Linked DNA regions of Mus musculus: all the other regions are linked to region 3. The links are chromatin contacts, called in public Micro-C and promoter capture Hi-C maps. All regions are on one chromosome and are shown on one strand. Each heading gives the region's core, a stretch centred on a gene start, on an enhancer-like site or on the middle of the called end of the contact. The rest is flanking DNA. Distances are from core to core; before and after follow the strand shown.

Region 1 (4,125 bases), core at 518-3,017, 320 kb after region 3:
CAGCACTTCAAGGCCAGCCTGATCTACATCCTGAGTTCTAGTACAGTGAGGGTTTTGTGGAGAGATACTGCTGAGAGAGAAAGAGAGAGAAAACACACAAACACAGCACACACAATTATAAGAATAACCAGAAGCAACATTACAAGGGTGGTGGGAGATCAGAAGGTAGATCATAAAATGCCACCCAGAATTATATCAGGAGAAAAATTGCACCATCATACTGTATTTAAAAAAAAGTGTTTTATCACCATTAACACAAGTCTTCAAACACAGATGTCTTTTGAGTTTGATCTCACAGCAGCATTAAACACCCACTTAATTTCAGCATTGGGGATGTACAAGCAAGCAGATATATTTCTGTGAGTCTTGGGTCAGCATGGTCTACATATTAGACAAGACTAAACAGTGAGGCCTTGTCTTTAAAAAAAAAAGTGGGGGAGAGGATAATTAAGTAATTCAATGTATTATCCCATTCCACACCTCCAAGAGGCACTGTGGTGTGACAGCTTCAGTTATTCATTCTAAAAAAAAAAAAAAAATGAATTATCTTAAAAAAATATACACCTGGCTCATGCATCTTGGGGAGTCAACGTTCCTGCTTCCTCCAGCTACGGATGCCATAAACTGCTGAAATGTGTATTAACTGTAGGCATTACTCCCAAGTAAGAGCCGACTACTTCTCTAACACAGCTGTCAGAAGAAAACCATCAAAAGCAACGCCATTCAAGAAAAGTACAATGAAATCAGGTAGCAGGACTCCTTCACAAAGGAGTGGATTCTTGAAGGCAGGTCGCTCTTAAATTAAAAAAAGGAAAAAAGAAAAAGAAAACCAAAAAAAAAAAAAAAAACCCGCTAACGCTGCTGAGGGAATGAGAGAACCTCTGTTGGGGGTGGGGTGGGGTGGAATGGGGTGGGGTGGGTATTTTTAGGGCTATTAGCAAACAACTTATTTGATAGATTTGCATCTCCAAGACTTCTGGCCAACATAAACAAAGAACCGCACTCTCCAGCTTCAGAAGCAAGAGTCAGTTAAAAACAAACAAACAAACAAACAAACAAAACCCACCCACACTTAACCCAGTATTAGGACCTCAAGAAGTCAAAGTAGCATGTGACTGATCCGCTGTCAGAACAGGAGCGGGGCTCACCTACACAGGTTATTGAACTTCAAAGACAAAAGATGTGCATGTTGTGGTAGCTGGACCAGCGGCCAACAACTTGACAGAAGTTAAAGAGGTCGGCTCTTCAATGGACACCGCAAGGCCCACCCTCGCGGCGCACCGGTCCTCTCCGGGCACCAGGGTGCCCGCGTCCTGATGCGTCCCTCAGACTCCCTGCCCTCACGCCCGCAGCCGCGAGCCCACAGGCTGGGACGCTCCCCGAGGGCCGCGGCCGAGCGCCGGAGGCCGAGGCGCTGACGAGTGGCCCCGCGAACCCGGTACTGAGCGCTGCGGGGAGGCGCGGCCCGCCCAGCCCAACACACCGGCCTCCGCCCCAGCGGGCGGCCACGGGAGCCCGCCCGCGACAGGGCAGGCGTCCGCCCTCCTTACCTGCGTCCATCTTCCCTGTCCGGCTGCCGACTGACCGTGCCGTCGCTCCGACGGACTACTGCGCGACACGGCGACGGGAAGCCGCGGCAGCCAAGCGCGGCGCAGCGGAAGCGCGGGCGTCGCCATCTCGCCGTACGGCGGTGGGCACGCGGGGGGTGGGGCCTCGGCGCGTGTGGTTCCTAACCGGACGCGGCCGCCCCGCCCCCGGCCCGCGCCGCCGCTTCGGAACACCCGGGAGCCGGCCCGAGCTGCGCTCCTCCGGCGCCGCCATCTTTCCGTACAGACAGCCACCCGCGCATGTCTCGGTACGGACTCACCGCCCGCTGCGGCCGCGACGCCGGCGCCGTGGCCGGGCAGTCCGAGCGCAGCGTGGTGCGGGCGGCAGCGCGCAGCCATCTTGCCGTACGGCTCGGCCGCGGCCCACGTCCCGAGCTGTGTCGCCGCGCTCCCTCGGGGCGGGTCGGGCCAGCGGGCGGGCGGCAAGGATCGGAGCCTGGCGGCGCTCACGACCGAGGCCCGCAATGGTGATCTGCTGCGCGGCCGTGAACTGTTCCAACAGGCAGGGCAAGGGCGAGAAACGCGCTGTCTCCTTCCACAGGTACGCGGCCCGCCTCCGGGTCCGCCACGCCCCCGCCCTGGCCGGGGCCCGCGGGGAAACTGAGGCCGCGCGGCGGGCCGAGCTCCGGGGACCGGGAGTGGGGGGCCGGCTAACCGAGGGTAACTGTGGGAGGTGGACGGGTCGTGGAGCTTTATGACCTTGGCTTGGACCGCCGGCTTTGGGGACCAGCACGGCCATGCCTCGGGCAGAGCGGCCGGAGGCCCCCTCCGCCACCTCCACCAACGGGCGTCGCACTGATTTGGGCTGGCCCTGCCAATTTCAGGAGTATTCTGCAAGGGCGCCTTCTCAGGTTAATCCTGATCTTTGCTTTCGGGCAGTTCTCCACTCTTGCCTCGGCGGGGCAAGCCCGCCCGGAGGTGTGTGGCAGGAGTGCGGCCCGGCGCACGCAGCTCTACTTCCTGCATCCATAGCCCTCATCGCCTTCCTATGGGGTCCTGCGGCCCAGGCACTGGCACCGATCACCTCCCGCATCCTGCACTCTGGCAGAGGCCCGGGGGATGACCGTGGAAAGGGCTTTCCAGGGGGTTCTCGGTGGCCCTTGTGCGGGCCGCGCCTTCCAAAGGCTTTCGAGACTCCCTCAGTTGGTCCTCTCCTGTGATTTCCAACAGGAGTGAACAGCGAGCGAAGGGACTCTGCCTTGGAAGTCACTTCGCACATCCTGCCACCTCTTAGTACTTGGTGTTAAAATTTAAAGATGGGAATGGCACGTATCTGTTGAAAGTTCACAGGGTTACATTAAGTCTCCAGTCCTTAAGACCTGGTTCAAAACAAAACCTAGTAACGTTAAACAATCTTACAAGTCAACCAGAATGTTTCCGTAACAATTTCACATAGAACATGCCCCAGAAGTTTTGTTAACAGTTGAAAATGAGGCAGTGTTGCAAGGACTGATGTTGGCTTCCCCATGTTCTAACATGGTATATGGGTAGACAGTGCCCAAATTGGGGCGGGGAAACTCCAGAAATCTAGCTCACTAAACACTGATAAAGGTTATAAGATCACATTGCTTACAACGTCCAGATCCATCCTATTAAGGCCAGTCTTGGTCCACAGCAGGTTCCTCGAGACTGGAAAAGCTCAGGTGGAGCTCTGAGCACCTGAGAAAGCCTACCATGTGTAGTCAGTTTGGTCTCACAAATCTTGCCTTAAGTGACCATTAAATAGCTTCATTAGATGAGGGAAGAAATTACTAAGCATGTTATTGAACATCTAATTTTTTTTTCCCAGTTTTCCTCTTACGACGTAAAATACTACATAAAATTTACCATTTTTGTCTTTGGGGTGTTTTGGTGTGTGTGCACAGGCACGTGTCTGTGTGTGTGTTTTGAGACAATGTCTCATTGAATTGCCTTGTTGGCCTACATCGCATTGTTTTAGTCTGCTGGTCTTGTAGACGTCCTTCCTCTGCCTCCCAAGCTCGGGAAATACTGGCATGAGCCACCAAGAACAACTGGGTTTTTTGTTTGTTTGTTCTGGTCTTTTCAGAAATCTGCCTGCCTCTGCCTTCCAAGTGCTGGAATTAAAGGGGTGGGCCACCACCACCTGGCCTTGGATTGTTTGTTTGTTTTCTTTTGAGTCAGTGTCCCTTTCCATAGCCCTGATTGTTCTGGAACTCATTTGTAGACAGGCTGGACTTGAACTCTCCTGCCTTTGCCTCCCAACTGCTAGGATTAAAGGTTTACACTACCACCCTAACCTATGACTGACACATTCAGCATAACTTCCCAAAGGTTTACCCAGGCTCCTAAAGGAGGTTTTGCTGCCTACTAAGAGAAATACCTAGGCGAGACATACAAAGTACTCCTACCAGGGAGCCATGCTCCCTGCTCTTTTTTCTGTTCTGTTCTTTTCTTTTCTTTTTTGGTTTTTTTTTTTTTTTTTTTTTGGTTTTTCGAGACAGGGTTTCTCTGTATGGCCCTGGCTGTCCTGGAACTCACTTTGTAGACCAGGCTGGCC
Region 2 (4,029 bases), core at 786-3,285, 410 kb after region 3:
GACTGAGTCAGTTCTCCAGGCTTGGCAGCAAGAGCCCTGATCATTGGTCATCTCCTTGGCCATTTTCCTCTTTTAATCTAACAATTTTCTTATCAAATTTGGGGATATGTTTTCTATGTGTGCATATACATCAAATATATAGTGTGTGTATGTGTGTGTGTATATATATATGTATATATGTATATATATACATATATGAATGACATGTATTTGTATTTTTGTGTATCTAGTGTATATCCAAGTGGTGAGTGTAGTTTGTGTGTACTAGGTGCAACCATGTATTTTGTATTGTGGTAGATAGGTGTTTGTGTCTATATGTGTGTTATCTGTATTTTGCATGTATGTCTGTGATTTGTATGTAGTTTGAGTACATTGTTATGTGTTTGTATGTGCTGTGTATATTATTTGTTTATTGTTGTTTGACTGTATGTAGTGTGTGTGTATATGTGTGATATGCGGTATATAGTGCTGTGTGTCCAACTGTGGCTGGTGCCCTGGACCCCAACTCACAGTACACGGATAGTAGAATCTATATGTTCTACTTCCATGTCTCTTTTCCCTTGACATCACTTTTTGGATCCACACTAGAGAAGTCGATTTCTTGGCTCCATCTTCCCCTCACAAACTTCACTTACAATCCTATATTATTTGAGTTCATAATTCAAAAGCTACATCTAGCCAGGCAGTGATGATGCACCACACCTTTAGTCCCAGCATTTGGGAGGCAGAAGCAGGCAGATTTCTGAGTTCCAGGCCAACCTGGTCTACAGAGTGAGTTCCAGGAAGGCCAGGACTACATAAAACCAACCTGTCTCAAAAACCAAACAAACAAAGGAACAACCCATACCCTTCTATTCCCACATCTATATCAACACAATGTACCATGTTTTTCTGAGATATCTATGATGCTCTGGAGTGCCTGGTCACCCTTTCAGTCACATTTCCCAGGAGTAGGAGCAGGAGTGATTTCCTCCTTCAATGGAACTGGTGTTTCCTATTTACTTTGACAAGTTGGCCTTAATTCCCTGGTATTAATCCCCAGATGCTTAGCATGGCAAAGAGGCTCTGCAGAGGGCAGATGAAGACAAGCTTAGGAGTTAGGGATGGTCCTGGATCTTCACAAGAGAATCTTTGTGAGGAGGAAGCAGGCAGGCTGGGACTTGAGATGCTTCAATGGAAGTAGATAGGAGAGATGCTGTTACAGGCTTTGTAATGCACAGAGAAAGGGTCTGAGACATTGGATGGGGGAAAAGGTCCTTCCTCAGGGAAGACAACAACCAAGTAGGGATAAGCCCACCCACACCAGAGTAGTTCTGAAAAGAGAGAGAGAGGGCACCAGGCTGAGCCTCCCAAAGACCCTTCAGTCCCTTCCAGCTAGGGCTAAAGACTGCTATCTCGGGAGAGTCTGATGATACCCAACCGTCAGTCCAACTGCCATGCTCAGAACATAAGAGAATAAGGAATTTGTGTTACACCAGTAGGTCTATGGTAATTTGTTACAGCTCTCCTAGAAGATGGACAGAGTGATTTAACTGTGAGCACGAGTGCTCACATCACTACACGCGTCACAGCTCTTGTTCCGCAGGGGAGAGGGGATGCTTTGGGGCACTTTGGGGTTGCTCTTGTGTCCCTCCTCAGAGGTAAACTGCTCATATATAAAATGTTGTGTCCTGGGGACACGGACATCTGCCTCAGTTCCCACTTGCAACCTGGACCAAGCCAACCTACCAGGACCAGGATCCAGGATCCAGGCTTCACTGGGGGAAAAAAAATCCTCATCTGCAAACCCAATGCTAGTTGGTATATATCCTTGCCTGAGGCTCCGCCTCTGTGACTTGTCCCTCCCCACCACTTTCCTCACCACCACCCCCCACCCCCCGCCCATGACCACAGCCCCTCCCCCTGGAGGATCTGCCTTACAAAGATCCTTGCTTGGGTTGGGGTGGGGAGTTGTTCACCTTCCATAGGGTTCAGGCCCTACCAAGATCTGCCCCTACAAATGGCTGAGCTCCATTAGGCTCTGCCCCTCGCTCACAAGAATCTGTCCTATGCCAGAGCTCCTTCACCCTACACTGCCCTACAGCCCGCCCTTCCGATGTTCCTCACCTTGTGACAGTCGGAGAGCCGAGATTACTAAAGTCTGGAGATGGAAAGGGAGTGTGTACGTGTGTGTGTGTGTGTGTGTTTTCTTCCTCTAGTGCCGAGGCCACTCCTCCGCTCCCTCAGAGCGGCAGGAAGTGTACACTTGCCAGCCGCGTGCTGGTTGTCAGGGACAAAGAGGACCTCTTCGGTGGCTACGGGTCCTCTTGTGCCCCCAGGCGGCCAGTTGTCCCAGAGAAGCACCAGGTCCCTTAGAAGTTGAACCTGGGGTCCAGGTTTCATCTCCCTCTAGGGAGCTGGATACATATTGCAGTGTGTCTGCGCTGCTCCAGTGAGTCTCAGGGGCAGGAAACTGGTGGCCCATGCTTCCTGTTGGGACTTTAGTTTTTCCCTGTGGATAAACATTCTTTTCTTTAGTTTGTTCCTGGTTCTGAGAGTTCACACCCCGCGGCAAAATATATACTTTAAAACAGAATTGTTCTGAGATTTCAAAGTCAAGGCCAGCAGTCACCTCTCACCCCACCTCCACCCCCGAGTATAACAGTAAATCCTGGGTACACTCCACTAGGAAGTTTAAAAAGCACACAAAATTAAAAGCCGCAACTGCTGTATGATGATAAGGACTCTTGTGGCATATTTCACATCCAAAAGAAGATTCTTGCTTATGTCAAACACCTGAGGCTCCAAAACCTGACTTTACACTTAATGTAACATCCGCATTATGTTCCTCTGGCCTTCCCATTTCTACAGGCCGTGTGAAATTCCATCGCACAACTGGGATTCTTGGCTCACTCTCCCTAGACAGTCTGACCTTGTCCTTGATGTTTGATAAACCAGGCGGAAGGAAGCACGCATCATGGATGGGGAGGGGGTTGTCTGCCAGGACTCTACACTGCTGCAGACACTGGACTCTTTGATCTGGAAAAGACCACGAGTTCGCTGCCCTTTTCAGTCCCAGGAGAGATAAAGGGTTAGCAGTCACATTTCTACCAGTCTGAGGGGAAACAGACACAAAGAGAGAAACAACTGGCCTTCACAACGTGAATAGGTGGAGAAGTGGAAGCCTGGGTAACCTGCAGAGACCCCAGGAGCCCGGTAGAGGGTGAGCTGGTAGGAGGAGCCAGGTAGAGGGTGGTGCTGGTAGGAGGAGCCAGGTAGAGAGCCGGGGTTGGTGGGAGGAGCCAGGTAGAGGGCTGGGGTTGGTGGGAGGAGCCAGCAGCTCTGCTCTCGAAGTGGTCCTATAGGGCTCTATCCTGACACCCAAAGGGAAACTATCACATCTGGGGCATTCTTCCTCCCTGCTGAGAGGTCGCAAGGACAGTGACAACGGCATTATGCCACCTATTTCCAGTCATTCCCAGGCTTTTCTCCTGCGCAGCCCTTCTGCAGTCATTGTTCTGAGGGAGCCCTTGATCCCACTGATGGAATAGGAACATGGCTGTGTGATTGGGAGCTCTTGGGAGCTGGCTCCTCAGTCTACACACACACACTCTGGCATGCACCCACGCACACGCATGCAAGTACACAAGTAATTCAGAAAGTCTTTTCTGGGACTCTTGTCTGGTTAGAAGTGAAATCGCCTGGCCTAGGAGAAGGAAGTCCAAACACAGGGCAGGTGCCTGCTGTCTTCTCTTGGTGTCCTCACAGAGCTCTACCCCAGCATTCTCATTATCTCCCTGGGAGCACAGGCTTCTCCAATCCTCATATAATTCAACTGGGCCCCAAATGGTCAGGAAGTAGTCAGACGTACCCAGGCTGCCCTTGTTACAAATCCCAGCTACAGCAGGAATTACCAGAAGAATTTTGTCCCAGCACATGGGCCACACAGTGAGATGTCACAATGTGGGTGGACACAGGGCCACTACTCTAGCCTGCCACTGGCTCACCTAGTGCTGTCCTAGGGTCCTTAGTCTACCAGTTGACCAGAGA
Region 3 (3,980 bases), core at 799-3,298:
GTGGTGACTACATTGAAGCCTCCTTGAGGCTGTGAACACATAAACACCGTAAAATCCTGAATATACTAGGGTGCACAGGCTCCTCAGTTAGGGAGAATGGGCTACATTACCCAGAATGCATGCGCGCGTCAGGCTAGGTGAAAACCAGAGTATTCAAGCCTGTCACCTAGCCCTAACCATTTCGCTCCTCTGGGCGACACTTATGTAAACAGACTCATCTGACCCTCACAAAAATCCTCCTGCATCAACCTTCAGATAGCTGAGATTACAGCTGTGCTCTTCATGGGTAACTGTGGCAGTTTTACAAAGTAGCGGAGTCCCTGGACATAGCTCTTGCCTTTGCCTGTGCTCAGGTGTTAGCGCTTTTCCTGTTGACTGAGAACTTGAGCATAGCAGTTTGTACTCTACCTGATTAGCTATGTCCTGGAAGAGGGGTTTCTGCACTACTCCATTTCGGTGTTCTGAGTTGCTCGGGCGTTCAAAGAGGGACACTTAAGAATGAATTAAGGGCTCCTGGCAGCAAGGAGATCAGCCTCTGTGGACTAGATCTCAAACAGCAGAGCAAAGGCATTATTTATTCATTGTTACACTAAAGCTGTTCTTTGAGTAAAACAAGTTCCTCATACCCAAAGCCCCTGCTCTAATGTTTTGGAAGGAAAACATCGCGCTGCTACAACTTTAGTCCTTATTGGTACAGTATCTAATAATGCAAGATGCTCTAGGTGTGCCAGGATTGTCTTGTGGCCAAAATCATGCAAAGGCTGTAAAGATCCTTCAAAGAAAAAAAAAAACCCAACTCTATAAATAATCATAGAAAACAACCACTGTTTTGCACAAAGATTTCTTAAAGGTCTAAGTCCTTCTAGGAAACCATTGATTCTGTTTACACTACATACAGTGATTCTCCTAAAAATTCCACTATAGTTCCAGCGTAAACACCCTGGAAATAAGTTTCTACACCTTTCCTGCTTAGGTGCACCACTAAACACAGGTTTATACACTATTCATAAATAGTCATAGCGTTGGGCAGTGTTGACTAGAGATTTTCTTTATGACCTTTGAAACCCTAACCCTAACCTTAACTCAAGATCCAACCTACACAGAAACCCTAAATACTAGCATTAACTCTCCTAAGCATCTATCCCTAACACTAAACACAAATCTACCTAACCCTAACCCTCTAATACAAACCATAACCCCAATCCTAACCTTTTAAACCATAGCCCAAAGGTTACCTCAGCCCTCTAAAAAGCATAACCCTAACCTGGGACTCTGAGAGTCCCCGCTTTTTCCGTGTTCTGCCACTAGGTGGGAGCCTCTACAAGCCATTGCTCGCTCTGTTTGGTTAGTCTTTTCGTCTCTGGAGAGTCTGCCGGTTTCTCCGGTTTCTGCCACTGGGTGGCACCGTCTGTACGCTGTGTGTCTTGATTTGTGTTTTTAAAATGTAAAAGTTAATTTAAAAAAAAAAAAAAAAAGGCTCCTTTCCTCTCCTGGACCAGAAATTTCCAGTCATATCAAATCCCAAATAGGCTCCTGAAGTCTCACACACACCCCACCCCCACCCCTGCCACCCAGGCCCCAATAGCCACCTTCACCTGGGCAATGCTTCAGGGACTGTCCATGGACCATAGTTCAAACATATAATGAAGTGTCTGAGAGATACCACTGAGCCTTACAAAGAGAGCAGACATTACTAGACAACTCTAAATCGCCCACTGATATAATCCTCCCACACCCAAACATTAAGGGTTTGTCTTTAAAACACTGTACCCTTGAGCTTGAACACCCAGAGACTTTTCAGATGCATAAGTCCATTCTTTCCTGGTCTGGCCATCAATACAAAAGGACTCATGCATTTTAATTGGCTTAATTGGCATGGTTATCATTAACTAGCTCACATGAATTATTTCTCTATCAATATTCACCCTAGGAACTCCTGAGAGACCAGAGCTTTTGGGTCCAGACTCCATCTTAGAGAACTTGACTTATAGTTGAACTCGAGTTAGCTAACAAGCCTGCAACTAGCAAGAGCTTCTAGGTTACTTCCCAACAAATCTACTCCTCCAGGGTACAAGCCTTCCCCTGGCTAACAACCACCAGTCAGGAGAAAAACAGAAGTTAAGCTTGTGGTTTGGCTCCCAGCCCCAGCCAATTATGTTAAAGGCCATAAAGCTCCCCTCGCCCCATCAATCAAATGTGTCCCAGGCTAGGAACCTTCTTGCTTGTTTGCTTGCCTCTATAAAATGCTTACCTAAAACTAGGCTCAAGGCTCCACCTTCCTGTCCTGCTTGAGTAAAAGACCCTAGTGCGATTGCATCAGAGTCGACTCCTTGGTGGTCTTTTGGGGTTTGAGAACAGGTACACCAACAGCTCAAAACAAATCTAGCCACGTTTGCTTCCAGGTGACCCAGATAGACTCTACCGTCTATTTACTCACCCACCTCCTCCATGCATTTTGGCATGGTGTGAACACAATTCCCATGACAGTCTAGATCACTACTACAGTCTGCCAAGTCTCTTTTCATAAAACAAACAAAAACAAAAAAAACAAAACAAAAAAATCCCTCCTGGGGCTCAGCAAAGCCACTAAGTCCCATACCCATCTGGAGGTCCCTATTAGATCAGCTTTCTCCTTAATTCTCCTGTGAGCATAGTTCTGTCTAGCCCAGAGAACTACAGTCTATGCATAGCTTCTCTTGCTCCTGGTTCCCTCCGTAGCACCTGTCCTATGTTGTTTTCAGTTCATGGACATCTACAGGGACTTCAGACAGAGATAACCAAGTGTTCCTAAGGGCTTTGAGAAGCCAGTCTATTAGGACCGGATTTCTCTCCCAGCCTCTTGGGTTTCGAAGCCTTTGCCTTAAGATGAGATGGGAAGTTACACTGCTATTTCCCTCTCTTCACAGCAGTAAGATGGGTCCCATCTGCTCTCATGTCCCACACCCTCACAAGGCAGGCTGCAACAGGCTCTTCCATTGCTTGTTTTAAAGCCTTTCCCAGTTCCAGAAGTTCAGGCACTGAACATTCTCTGATCATCCTCGTTTTTTCATATAGGGCCATTGTTCATACTCACATCCACACACTGGATGCAGGTGCTGGATGTGAGTATTAACAATGGTCCTATACGAAAAAACGAGGATGATCAGGGAATGTCTTCTATCAATAGCCAGGACCATGCACTCACTACTCCAAACTTACCTTGGGTTCTCTTATGTTTCTGTTCAGATGCCAATTATGTTGTGACAAGCTTTTTCTGGAGAGATGCTATACACACACGTGATGGCTATTCTCTGTTGTTAACTTGACTATATTTAGAATGAACTACAATTCAGAAACAGAGGGCACACCTATGATCCGGATCTTGCTGATGCAAGACACTGTGACTCTAGAGAACTCTAACTAATATACATGTCTACTAACATGTCTCATAATCTGAAGGTCATGAGTTTGATCCTCACACGGGGTCCCAGTTTGTCGACTCTCTGCTGGCAGGTTCAGGCGAGAGGAGAGAACCGGGTCCAGTAGAGTCTCTCTGGGGCTGAGCAGGATGGTAAGGCTCAAAACAAACACATGGGCAGGGAGTGTCAAAGCAGGAACTCATTTTATTGTATCAGTCTTTTGTTTATATAGAGTTAAGAAAGGAGGTGGGGATCTTTGATGAGGTGAGATGATGAGGGTATGAGGTGACTGTCAGGGTCAGTAAAGTTATTCTACATCAGCAGTAGCTAGGCAAAGGCAGGTTGTGCTGAGTCACTCCAGTACAGAAGTCAGGACAGGTCTCTAAACTCGTGCAAAGGCTCACTAGGCCTCAGTATCTGGCCAAATAAGGCCCAACACTCACCCAGATTGGGAGCCCACAACAGACCAGAGTACAGATACCACCATAGTCCAATTTGGAAAACTAATGAATTTTATTGGGGTTGCTTACAGGAATATGGGTGAAGGGTCACTTACAGGAGCAGAAATAACTCAAAGTCAGA

Evidence for each region. Promoter capture Hi-C pulls out the DNA fragments that hold promoters and counts their contacts. Hi-C and Micro-C count contacts between places; a contact is called where the count stands out from the background.
Region 1: a contact with region 3 is called in a promoter capture Hi-C map of the HPC-7 cell line, with 4 times the contacts expected there. The contact joins the promoter of Thap4 here to the enhancer-like site in region 3. A contact is called at or near these places in 1 of 39 promoter capture datasets (the HPC-7 cell line), 1 of 484 Hi-C or Micro-C datasets (CD4 T cells), 2 of 115 datasets of contacts at active chromatin or transcription factors (embryonic stem cells and extraembryonic endoderm stem cells) and 1 of 9 other capture datasets (pancreatic islet).
Region 2: a Micro-C map of the G1E-ER4 cell line shows a contact between it and region 3. The contact joins two enhancer-like sites. A contact is called at or near these places in 1 of 15 datasets of contacts at CTCF or cohesin (embryonic stem cells) and 5 of 484 Hi-C or Micro-C datasets (the G1E-ER4 cell line and embryonic stem cells).

Annotation. Positions count from the first base shown.
Region 1 is chr1:93,752,480-93,756,604 of GRCm38.p6, reverse strand. Thap4 (THAP domain containing 4) reads left to right here and starts at 1,767. Exons shown (of 6, transcript NM_025920.3): 1 at 1,767-2,148. The coding sequence starts at 2,072. It overlaps Atg4b (autophagy related 4B, cysteine peptidase), which reads right to left and starts at 1,700. Exons shown (of 13, transcript NM_174874.4): 1 at 1,551-1,700. The coding sequence starts at 1,560.
Region 2 is chr1:93,667,162-93,671,190 of GRCm38.p6, reverse strand. No RefSeq gene overlaps it. Among named protein-coding and RNA genes, the nearest start is that of Bok, 16 kb to the left of the region's middle. Within about 2 kb of position 2,035, at least 168 of the 459 cell types and tissues checked have an H3K27ac peak or open chromatin away from gene starts, as enhancers often do. A contact at or near this core is called in the G1E-ER4 cell line, where this site is marked.
Region 3 is chr1:94,076,644-94,080,623 of GRCm38.p6, reverse strand. No RefSeq gene overlaps it. Among named protein-coding and RNA genes, the nearest start is that of Pdcd1, 26 kb to the right of the region's middle. Within about 2 kb of position 2,048, at least 39 of the 459 cell types and tissues checked have an H3K27ac peak or open chromatin away from gene starts, as enhancers often do. A contact at or near this core is called in the G1E-ER4 cell line and the HPC-7 cell line, where this site is marked.